3 separate regions of the Gossypium hirsutum genome follow, and all the other regions are linked to region 2. The links are chromatin contacts, called in public Hi-C maps. All regions are on one chromosome and are shown on one strand. The core of a region is the stretch at or near the end of the contact, and the rest is flanking DNA. Distances in the headings are between cores, read along the strand shown. Region 1 holds the start of LOC107955210 (amino acid transporter AVT6C). Region 2 holds the start of LOC107955201 (protein VAPYRIN). Region 3 holds the start of LOC107955207 (cytosolic endo-beta-N-acetylglucosaminidase 1).

What was found. Hi-C and Micro-C count contacts between places; a contact is called where the count stands out from the background.
Region 1: a Hi-C map of leaf shows a contact between it and region 2, with 1.9 times the contacts expected there. The contact joins the promoter of LOC107955210 here to the promoter of LOC107955201 in region 2. A contact is called at or near these places in 3 of 34 Hi-C or Micro-C datasets (all in leaf).
Region 3: a contact with region 2 is called in a Hi-C map of hypocotyl, with 4 times the contacts expected there. The contact joins the promoter of LOC107955207 here to the promoter of LOC107955201 in region 2. A contact is called at or near these places in 8 of 34 Hi-C or Micro-C datasets (callus, hypocotyl, leaf and 1 more).

What each region holds. Positions count from the first base shown.
Region 1 is chrD04:14,251,020-14,254,787 of Gossypium_hirsutum_v2.1, reverse strand. LOC107955210 (amino acid transporter AVT6C) reads right to left here and starts at 1,586. Exons shown (of 5, transcript XM_016890940.2): 1 at 1,047-1,586; 2 at 737-889; 3 at 388-591; 4 at 1-303. The coding sequence starts at 1,413.
Region 2 is chrD04:14,060,517-14,064,443 of Gossypium_hirsutum_v2.1, reverse strand. LOC107955201 (protein VAPYRIN) reads left to right here and starts at 1,407. Exons shown (of 2, transcript XM_016890929.2): 1 at 1,407-2,830; 2 at 3,098-3,927. The coding sequence starts at 1,835. The coding sequence ends at 3,517. LOC107955200 (probable methyltransferase PMT23) reads left to right here. Exons shown (of 8, transcript XM_016890928.2): 5 at 10-187; 6 at 385-639; 7 at 716-910; 8 at 1,003-1,406. The coding sequence ends at 1,192. LOC107955202 (a long non-coding RNA gene) reads right to left here and starts at 1,267. Exons shown (of 3, transcript XR_001699851.2): 1 at 691-1,267; 2 at 223-591; 3 at 1-118.
Region 3 is chrD04:14,200,734-14,204,564 of Gossypium_hirsutum_v2.1, reverse strand. It overlaps LOC107955207 (cytosolic endo-beta-N-acetylglucosaminidase 1), which reads left to right and starts at 2,404. Exons shown (of 10, transcript XM_041092020.1): 1 at 2,404-2,887; 2 at 2,890-3,098; 3 at 3,584-3,721. The coding sequence starts at 2,593. LOC107955206 (DEAD-box ATP-dependent RNA helicase 18) reads left to right here. Exons shown (of 11, transcript XM_016890936.2): 5 at 62-167; 6 at 271-384; 7 at 529-627; 8 at 765-854; 9 at 944-1,050; 10 at 1,135-1,278; 11 at 1,725-2,353. The coding sequence ends at 1,995.

The sequences.
Region 1 (3,768 bases), core at 337-2,836, 190 kb before region 2:
GGATAGGCCTACTTGGGAAAAGGAATTCATCAATATTGGCCCTTAATGAGAAGTTTAAGAGGGGAAACACCAGCACTAGGTGAAGGGCATAGCTCAACCGAACTACATCATTGAGTAAAGAACCGAGTGCTGAACCAGAATTTTGGTCGAAATTAACAAGTATATCAGGCATGATCGATTCACCAAAAAGAAGGTATCCGAAGATCCCAACTGTAAAATAGATGGTACCGCAGAGTATCAGTGAAATTCGGACTGCTTTCATCATATCAGAAGGTTTGTCCATCTCTAAACCAATTGGATGAACTGCATTCATTCATAAAAAGAGGCATATTAATGCTAGAACTAGCATGAAAACAAGCACTCATATGAATGCCAGAACGCTCTTACCATTGAAATGAAAAGTGAAAGCTGTTACAATAACCGGGACAGCAGTGAAGAGATCGAAAAAAGAGGCATTGCTGTCCAAGTAAGGCAGCAGTCTCGGGGTTTCGGTTTTCCCTTCGATAAGTGCATGTATTGCCATCACTGAACTGATGGAAACAAACAGCACAGCTAGAAAAACTGCTAATGCAGAACTGAACCTTAATGCATCTGCAAATTCAGGCCAAGTTAACAGATAAGATTCTCGACGACAAACTCAATATCATAACATAAACAATAATTACTCAGTTCTGTATATAAGATAAGAAATCATCTTCATATAGAAACAGGACATATCTTTTGGAGAAAACCTTACCTACACGCCTAAATGAAACCAATGGAAGCATAACGAAAGCAACAATGAAAAGGATTGAAAAGGCACGGGAATTCCACCAGTGAATGCCAAACCATTCTTGTAAAACGCCCAAGTGCACTGATCCTTCAGGTTGATTTCCTGAAAGAACATCCCCTAAAAAGCACAGTACTAAACATCAGAACATTTTATCAATGATCACTCAAATAGCTTCAGACTCTTATCTATAATTACAGAGCTAAGTTGAACTATTCAAATAGATTATGAAACTTATCCACAACCTGTACAACTTACTAGCTGCAAAAGAACTTACCAATAATAATCAAATAAATGATCAAGCAACCAAGATTATTTGTAATGACACATAACTGCACCAGGACAGATCCAATCCGCCCAAACGACTCCTTCATGACACCGGCATAAGTGGTTGACTTCCCAGCATGTGTATACCTCATCAGAAATTCAACCGAGATGTCTGCTAGCCAAGCTATAATCACTATCAACATAAATGCTGGGATTACTCCTAGCACCTTGAGAGTTGCTGGGATTGACATTATTCCAGCACCAATAATGCTAGTTGACACATTGAACACAGCGCTGGAGACCGATGTATGCTTTGCAGGTGGCTTGTTTTCCCCGAGGAGCGGTGCATTTGCACTGGTGATGGCCGAAGAAGACATCCGGTGATGAAGCTTTTTTTTTTCTTCTTCTGGTTAGGATTATCAGTTGTCTTGTTCTGTATTATTGCACATTAATGGAGACAAGGGTAGATAGGAATAAGGGTAGTGAAATGACAAAACTGACATCAGAAAAAAGGAAATGATTTAATATAGGATAATGTAATGAAGGGGGTAAGATGGAATGCCATTTTCAATGAAGATTAGTATTAATAATTGGAGTAGAGAACAGGCTGGATGTGGGGTAATGATGTGTTTGTCTTGTTCCATGAATATGTGGCGAACGGTGATTTGAAGCTGTACGAAATTGAATTTCCTTCATAAAAAAGTGGAGAAATAGTTGTTTCAATCACATGGGACAAAAACTAGTGAAGTGCAAGGAGGTTAAAAAATCATTATCGGCCTTTCAGTAGAAAAACGTGAGACTTTTATAAGAGAAAGAAAATAACAGATCATTTAGCAGCTGATCAAACTTAAAAACAAGTTTTACAGATCAGAAAGGGCCCAATATCTAATTAACTGGAGCCATGGCTATTATTAACATGATTCAGTCACTATCTCTGTTTCTCTCTTAAATAACAATAAATTCAAGTCCCCCTTTGTTCTAAAGCTACAATTTTAAATTTGGTATGGTGAAGTGTAAAGATATGGAATTAGATAAGGACCTGGGTTCCGGCCAAAAAGATATATATTTGTTTTTCCTGTACGTTTGGGGCTGTACAAAGATCTGCAAGCAACAGAATATGGTGAAAGATGTTGATGTTTTCGTTTAATGTTCGGAAGTCCATACTCAATCGGGAAGAGCTCAAGACATGCGCTGCCCAAGTACTGATAACATAAATCAGCTTCTAGCATCTTTACATTTCCCTTGAATTTGCAGCAGTTCATATGCTGCTAATTAAACCTATATCTAAAGTAGACGATCTGGTTCATTGTAATAGCCTAGTCTTAAAAAGATTTTTAAAAAATCAAATAAATTGTTATTATTCTTATCCTACTTTATTTTTCAAATATTTTGAATTTTTCATGTAACTATAAGAAATTATTGGACACATTTCATAGGCTTTCAATGTCGGAGCTTTTTGACTAACCACATGATTTTCAGTTCTATAACTTTGAACTTCATCTACCTTCAATAGTTTATCTTTGTTGACTGACGTCAATTTTTGTTCACTAAAGCCATCCAATAGGGTTTCTTTCTCACTAACCAATCATCCAATCATAGCTATTGGTTCTATGTTAAGAGGTTTGTCTATTGGATGTCATGAATATACTAATCATAACTACGTAACTTACAATGCTACGTTGCAGTTCACATGATCTCCGAAAATATAATATTCACTTATTTCGTTCACCGTTGTAGTAACTCGTAATAAAAGCCCACCATTAAAACACCCTCGGCCACAAAATTCACCTTTTACCCATTAATTGTTCTCGTTTTTTCATCATTATCTATCCAAGATTGTTAATCTATCTGTCATTAACAAGTGGCATAACAACACAGCCTTTGGATTTCAAACATTATTATTTTTTGAATAATCCGTGTGTATTTCTGGAAAAAATTTTATTGGAACTATTTTATAAACCTCCAATTACTTGGATAGATTGATCAGCTTCAAACAGTGCAGGACATTGATATAAACTGGGTTAAGAGCTGTATTCAAGAAGTGTGCAGCTATCCACTTTACAATTAGGCCATTCTTCAACTACCGATGGTAATTAGTTAATACTACCATTTCCATAGGTACCCAAAAGTTGTGCGTTTATTTAGCAGTTTTTATTTTTGTACAAAAAAATATTTTCAGGTTTTCAATGAGGTGGACATTCAGGCTGAAGATGGATCTTTATGGGGTGATTCCGTAGAGTGAGTTCTGTCCTTGAGCTTCATTCTCTACTGGCTTCTTATGAGAAGTTTAGAAGGAACTTTAACTCCCCCACCTGTGTCTAAGAACCTTGATATTAATTCATCACACAACAGTTTTGCAGATGACTCAAGGTACTTTAGGAGAGCGACTTGAGAAAGAACTGATCCTCCATATATACGGCCCAAGTTGTGACTTGGCAAACAAGCATTGGTTAATAATTGTATAGAACTGTTGGAGTTTAGAAGTTGAGAGAACAAAAACAGAGAAAACAAGGAAAAATACTTAGCAGAATTTTTTACTGCTATCAAATTCTCTCATCATCATCTTCATTTCACATGAATTACAATATATATATGGGTGTAGTGTTACAGATAATTCAACAAACTCCACTAAAACACCTTAAAAATACGAAGATGAAATTTATACATAAATTGATTAGGTAAAAGTCAGTACCTAAAAAAGTCAAATCAATACTAACACTGAGCAAACTAAT
Region 2 (3,927 bases), core at 158-2,657:
ATATTACAGCTATGGTGGCTTTGACACAATCAATCTGCTGGAAGGTTGTGGCTAAACGTGACAATTTTGATTCAACTGAAATTGGGCTTGTAATATATCAAAAGCCTTCCTCATATTCCTGTTATGCACACGACAGAACAAAACGTCCACCATTATGTGATCGGAAAACTAAGAAGGAAGTCTCATGGTAATCTTTTATGATCTAGTATATAATATTATTACATTGCTTACACTCGAAAGGCATGCTTCAACATGTTCACAGCTCTGTGTGCCACTTGTTATGTGTAGGCAGAGTGTTCTGTCCTAAAATAATGTTGGCATAAAAGGTGCTACCCTCTATTTATGTTGAAATTGCTTCTTGAGATTTCTAATTCACAATGACAGGTACAAGCCTCTTAGGCATTGTACTTCCAGACTTCCAGTTGATAGCAACGGTAATTTGCTTGGCTGGCCCTCACCATGGCCCCACAGGCTTAGGAATAAGCCTCAAAGCCTTCCAGCTGAACCGGATGCCGAAGCTATATTCAATGAGGACACCAAACATTGGGCTGCACTTGTATCTGATGTCTACTTTGATGCTCTAGCTATAAACTGGGCTAGTATAAGAAATGTGATGGATATGAATGCTGGTTATGGAGGGTAAGAAATAGAACAATGTTTTTACAGGTTTCTATCATAAAGAAATCTTACAACACTATAGGCAGTGGTTTTACAGGTTTGCGGCGGCACTTAATGAGCTTCCTCTCTGGGTGATGAACGTTGTACCAATTGATGCACAAGATACCTTGTCCATTATTTTCGAAAGGGGCTTGATCGGAATCTATCATGACTGGTGCGAGTCATTGAGTACATACCCTCGAACATATGATCTACTGCATTCCAGTTTTCTCTTCAAAAACCGTAAAGAGAGGTATATAAGTAATGATCTATTGCTCTGATTTGTACTTGAAAAAGAGTGAATAATGTAGAATGGTGATGCAAGATTTTGGACCTGTCTGTCAGATGTAACATTATAGATGTAGCTGTGGAAATGGATCGCATACTGAGACCTGGTGGATATCTGTTACTTCAAGACACCATGGAAACCATTCAGAAGCTGAATCCAGTACTGCGATCACTACAGTGGTCGACAAGTCTTTATGAAGGCCAATTTCTTGTTGGGAAGAAGGGGTTTTGGCGTCCCAAAAACTAAATGCAAGGAACACGGACCAAGGTACTTCAACTCCCACTTTATTCTTCGATTTGCAAGGAAGAAGGATTAGACTTTTGACATTTACCTTCTTTATTTTTTTTTATAATATTTGGTGTAAACCGTATAGAAAAGGTCATCCAATAGAGGGATTTGGACATTTTGTTCTACATCTTTAAAGGAATAAAAAAATATCTACATATTGTTTTTTTTTTTTAATATGAATATGGTTGTGCTGCCTCCCTCACAATTTATTTGTTTTTACTTGATATAAAATTCCTCAAGCGCATCTTATCTTTTTTTTGTTTTTTTAAATACTGATACAATGGTTTAGAATTGATTGGCACAATTTTATTATTTAAAAGCAATTTCTATTTCTTTGTCTGATATAAATTTCTCTTTTCTAAAAGATATTAAAAATATATTTGATAAGGACGACCCATTTTGTCCAAGATCACATGCAAGCTTAAGTGGGAACAATGTGTCAGACAACAACAAATATCGTCCCTAAACAAAGATCACATGCAAGCTAAACAATTCTCAGTCGACACTTCCCTTAATTTCAACTGCTATATCTCTGTTCCTTCACCGCCAATTTACAGCTTGGTTAGTTATTCGCAATAACACATATAAACTTCATCTGCAATGGAAAATTTGGTTGAAATTTCAGAGTCAGAAGTACGCATAAACTTCATTCTCAACACCAAATGCCGTTGTAACCTTGTTTTAAGATCCCTTTGCCCTTCTTCCCCAGTTGCTTTCAAAGTCCAAACTTCTTCACCTCATAAATTCCTGGTTAATCCCCCCAGTGGACTCGTTCCCCCTTCTTCCCATATTGCCCTCCAAATCATCCTTAAACCTCAAGACCGCATCCCCCCCACTTTTCCTCGCTCTCATTCCGATCGTTTCCTCATCAGAACTGCCCCTTTCGACCTCGACTCTTATGGCTCAAATCAGTACGGCTTGGTCAGTTCTTGGCTCTCAACTCGACCCACTCAGGACATCAAGCTCAAGGTCGCCTTTGTTGGGCCGTTTCTTCTCCAACATGCTGTTAGCCGCGGGGACTTTGAGGCAGTGAAGAACATTATCAAGCGGCAGAAATCGGTTTTGTATGATTTATCTACGAAAGAAGCTGAGTCACTCCTCGGAGTCGCGACTCAGTTGGATAACAATTCGGAGAACATGGTGAATTTGCTGCTCGAAGCGGGTTTAAGGATAGGCTCGCGTGAGGATCAAGAAGAAGATGCAAATAACAGCAATGTGGGATTTTATCAGGTGGACCCACGGTGGGAATCGAAAGGATGGAATGAGTTACACGTGGCAGTAGCACTCGATCGGACGGCAGACCTTGAGACGTTGTTAAGGAAGGGGAGACGGGAGACGTTGGATCGGAGAGACAAAGAAGGCAGAACGCCGTTGCTTTTGGCGGCGACTAAGGGAAATATCGAGTGTGCTAAGATGTTGTTAGAATCGGGTGCGGAGAAGAATGCAAAGAGCAATGATGGGAGGACTGCACTTCACAGAGCTGTAGCTAATGGGAACCGTAGGATGATTGAAATGTTGATACAATTGGATGCGGACCCCACAATTTGCGACGATCGTGGCCGTTCAGCTCTTGATAACGCTCGTGATAAGGGGCATGTAAGTAGTTTTGGTTTTTAAAATTTGGCAGGGAATTCCATTTCTCGATCAAAAACTTGGGAATATAAAAAATATAGTTTCATTTGTAATTAACACCTTTGAAAATAATTAATTTTGCATTTATGATTCTATATCGAAATTGTTATATTTTTAGCATTAACAAAACATTTTTATAAAATATACTAATAATCATCTTAACGTCTGGGCACCTTGGAAATTCAATGGAAGCTTTTTAGTGGAAAAGTGAGTTGTTATTGATGATGGCAGGATGAGATGGTGGAGATTATGGAACGTGGAAAGGAAGTGTTGATGGCGGCAAGATGTGGAGACAAGAGGCGGCTGCAATCCCTTTTACAAAATGGTGGTTCCATGAATTTCCAAGACCAATACGGCTTGACACCGCTGCATGTGGCGGCCATAAAAGGCCACACGGATGTGGTGTTGGTGCTTGTAGAAATGGGATTGGACTTGGAACGCCAGGACAATGAAGGCCACACCGCTTTGCATATGGCCGTGGAAGGTGGGGATGTAGAGGTGGTTGAAGCATTGATTGATAATGGAGCCAATGCAAATGCCAAGACCAAAACAGGGGTCTCTCCTCTATACATGGCTAAAATTATGGGTTATGATCATATCTCACAGCTTCTTCTCAACAGAGGAACTTGCTCTTCTCCCTCTTCTGGTTAGGAGGTATTTACCTGAGAAAAATACTTGAATTCAATAACAGCAAACATAGAGATAGAGATAGTTGTGCAGTTTAATTTAGCAATAGAAGTACTTATCCCCAATGGGTTTTTGAAAAAGCTCACAGAAACGGAAACAGAGACCCCAGGGGCTACGACTCACCTTATGTTTCTTCTTCAGGTTCTATCCAGTGCAACTAAAACTAAGCTATGTAGTGATTTACTTTTTAAACAGTATCCATTATTAATCAAATTAGTAAATATTTTAGTGTATTCGGACAAAATTCCTAACAACCGCTTTAACTATATCATCAATATGTTTAGCAATAAATTTGGTATTTTTAAGCTACTAAATTTAATGTTAAATATAATATTTTCTTATTGCGTTTATTATTTAGTTGGCCTGAAGGTCAG
Region 3 (3,831 bases), core at 1,155-3,654, 140 kb before region 2:
ATTTTACAGAAAATGACAATTAGTTTTTGTTGGTTACCATACGATTTAATTATTTATGCAGATATTTCATGACTTGTGCTTGTGTTGATTACTGGGGAGTTGTTCTTCCATGTCTCAATGCTTTGAAGGGATTCTCATTAATTGCTTTACATGGAAAGATGAAGCAGGTAAAATAACGGAGATCAGTATGGCTTGTCCATTAATAGGTTTGGAAATTCGTGAACTAATTGTTGTGTATTCTGATGTATTTAATCTTTTGCTGCTCTATAGACTGCCAGGGAGAAAGCATTAGCTTCATTTACCTCTCTTTCAAGTGGCATTCTTCTATGTACTGATGTTGCAGCACGTGGACTTGACATTCCTGGTGTTGATTGTATAGTACAGGTTGCTTAATATCCAAAAGGCATTTTAAATTTACTAATACATACCTACTTAGAAAATTAAATCAAGGTTACTAGCTGCTAATATTTGCTCGAATTTCTGAGAGATGATAGATGTCTATGGCCTATCTGCTTGGTTCTTTTGCAGTATGATCCCCCTCAAGATCCAAATGTATTTGTTCACAGAGTTGGGAGAACTGCTCGTTTGGGTAGACAAGGAAGTGCCATTGTTTTCCTATTACCTAAGGTGCATTATATGCGATCTTTCCTTGTTTGAGTGTGTGGTTTTTGTAGTTTTAATTTCTGATTTGGAATTTTAATGTAGATCACTGTGCTTATTTCCACCATTTTAATGGTTTGATCAAATTTGAGACATTTTTCCAGGAGGAAGCTTATATAGAATTTTTGCGCATAAGAAGGGTTCCTCTTCAAGAAAGGAAATGCATAGATGATGTTGCTGATGTTGTTCCTCAGGTAAAGAAAATTTGTATTTTGATAACATCTTTGCTACATGTACTGTATTATCATTTCTTTGTCAATTTTTTTTCTTAAACTTGCTTCAGATACGGTCTGCTGCATTGAAAGACCGTGATGTGATGGAGAAAGGGCTTAGAGCATTTGTTTCCTTTATTCGTGCCTACAAGGAGCATCACTGCTCTTATATTTTCAGGTTCTAACTTTGCTTTGCCTTTTTTTTAATTTGCTGCCGCCTTCTTCTACTCTCTCTGTGTAAATTAATATTGTTATCTGACAGATGGAAAGAACTTGAAATTGGAAAGTTAGGTACAGGATATGGTCTATTGCAGCTCCCTTCTATGCCTGAGGTAAAGCACCATTCGCTTTCCACTGAGGGTTTCACTCCAGTTGAGAACATCAATATGGATGATATCAAGTTTAAGTAAGAACTCTTCAGAATCTCCAACTATGCCTTGTTGAACAGATTAACTGGTTTGACTGGAATTAGTGTGAATGAAATTTCTTAAGTACCTATGCTTCTTTATTTGATTCCTTTTTTGGTAGAAATCCCAACTGATTATAACTTTTTTCCTGGAATCCTATTGGAGGACAAATATGATATCCATGTTAAGAATGATTCAGCTGTTAACCTTTTTCTTATAAAGGAGGCCACAGTTTGTGATAAGGGAAGGAATGTAAGATGGTAGGTTTTGAAACTTAGACCTGCTTGATGCCACTTCTCAGGGTGGCTGCATGAGCCACCTGAATTAAGCTTCAATTGAGCAATTAACATTTTACTTATGGCCTTTAAAGACCAACCTTTTTATCTTCACCAATACCTTGCGCATCTAATGTATCTTCTAGTTGCTAATTATGGTAATTATGTAGGGATAAATCTCGTGAGAAACAGAGGAAAAAAAATTTACAAGCAAAGAAAGAACGAGAGCAACAAGAATCAAAACCTGAGAAGCCCAAAAAGGCCACAAACGCTGCCGCCTCTGTCATGAGGAAGAAAACTGCTAAACAGAGACGTGCTGCCCAAACCATTGAAGATGAAGAGGAATTGACCCGGGAATATCGGCTATTGAAGAAACTAAAAAAGGGGGCTATTGATGAAACTGAGTTTGCAAAGTTGACAGGAACTGAAGATTTAGTTTGAACTTTCAAGTATGTAGTTTTGCAGGGTTTGACTTGCCCTTTCCCTTTCTGAATGAAGAGCTTGAAGCTTACGATCGTTACTTTTTCTAGAAGACCAATTCTTTACAGCTCTTTTAACAATGGATTTTCTGGGAAAGTACAGTTTTGGTGCTCAAGTGATGGAAAGTAGTCGCGCAGCATATTGATATGTCTGAATTTATATAATTGTTCCAATCTCTGAATTTTGTTTATTTCACATTTTATTTTGTTGATTCAGTCACAACTATTGTAATGTGTATGTTAGGGGCACCAGATTTATACATTTGATTTTAGAGTGTTAGTGATTAAAAAAAATAGAAGCAGAAAGAGTTTTACTTTTACCTACCTAAGTAGTAAGTACCTCTTTGACGTGAGTTTAATCATTAGTCATTGATAGATCGAACAGTGAAGATGCCAAGTAATTTTTTAGAAAAAGGCAATCAATCAATGTGCTATAAAAGGCAGCAGCTATCCATCTTTAACTTCCGATGCTTTATTTCCTATGGTCAAACAAACTAACTAACATGATGGCACCTTGAAATTTAGCTTTCAAACTCACATCACATGTTCGCCCAAGTCAATGCTTCGCCTCCTACTCTATTTTCTCCGTCTCTTTATAACCCGTAGAACTCTCTTATATCTCCACAATTTCTTCACTTCAATCCTCAAACCCATCACCAATCTCATCGCAAAAATCATGCCCAATCAATCCGATGACCACAACTCCGATCCCCCACCACCACCCTTCGACCCATCAAAGCCCTCCATTCCCATCTCTTACCCCATCAACTCCCTTGAAGACCTTGACTCCGCTTCTTACTTTACTTCTTTTCACTACCCTTTTAATAAATCCACTGTTCCTCTCCATCCCCCAATTCAGCTTTGCCTCCAAGGCCCAGGCTTTTGGTTTGCCATGACATGCAAGGTGGCTACGTCGATGATAAGTGGATCCAGGGTGGCCATAATTCCGGCGCTTACTCCATCTGGCACTGGTATTTGATCGATGTTTTTGTTTATTTTTCTCATAATTTGGTCACCCTGCCTCCTCCTTGTTGGACCAATACTGCTCATAGGCATGGAGTTAAGGTCAGTTCCCTCATTGGAACCTTTTTTTTTTTCTGATTGAAAAGTATTTAATTCGGCTTATTTCAAGTGGAATAATGGTGGGTTCAGCTGACTCAATTGATAAAGCCAGGCGATGTTTGAATTTATGATTTTTCTTTCTAAATGTTTATATTGCTTAAGTAAAGAAATGGGTTTAGGCTAAAAGAAAGGTTCCTTATCTCCATTGGGCCTTAAAAAGAGCTCTAGTTAACTATAATTGCTTTCTTATGAACAGTTTGCTTAAATTGCATTAACAACTGCGATAAATTTTAATGATCTATAGAAAAGCACAATCTTTTTCTTTCCGCTCAATCAAGAAATGGTTTCTGCTCCTTTTCCGGTGTAGCTCATGTGTTATGGTGATCCAGCGTGTTTTGAAAGCTTGTTTCGTTTTCTTTGGATTATGGGATTTTAGAGACTAAAGGAAACTTTATATATGTTTTTTGCCTGTGTCTGTGGAATCTAAGGTATTGGGGACATTTATCACAGAATGGGATGAAGGCGCAGCTATTTGCAAGAAGCTGCTTTCCACAAAAGAGTCTGCTCACAAGTATGCTGAACGCTTGGCCGAGCTCGCTGTTGCTTTAGGCTTTGATGGATGGCTGGTATGTGCTACACAACAATCAAAAAGCTCAGCACATACACACATACACCATGTTACATACAAAGATGCTAAGTTTTTAGGACAAGGAAAGATGAAATTAAGAGAATGTTT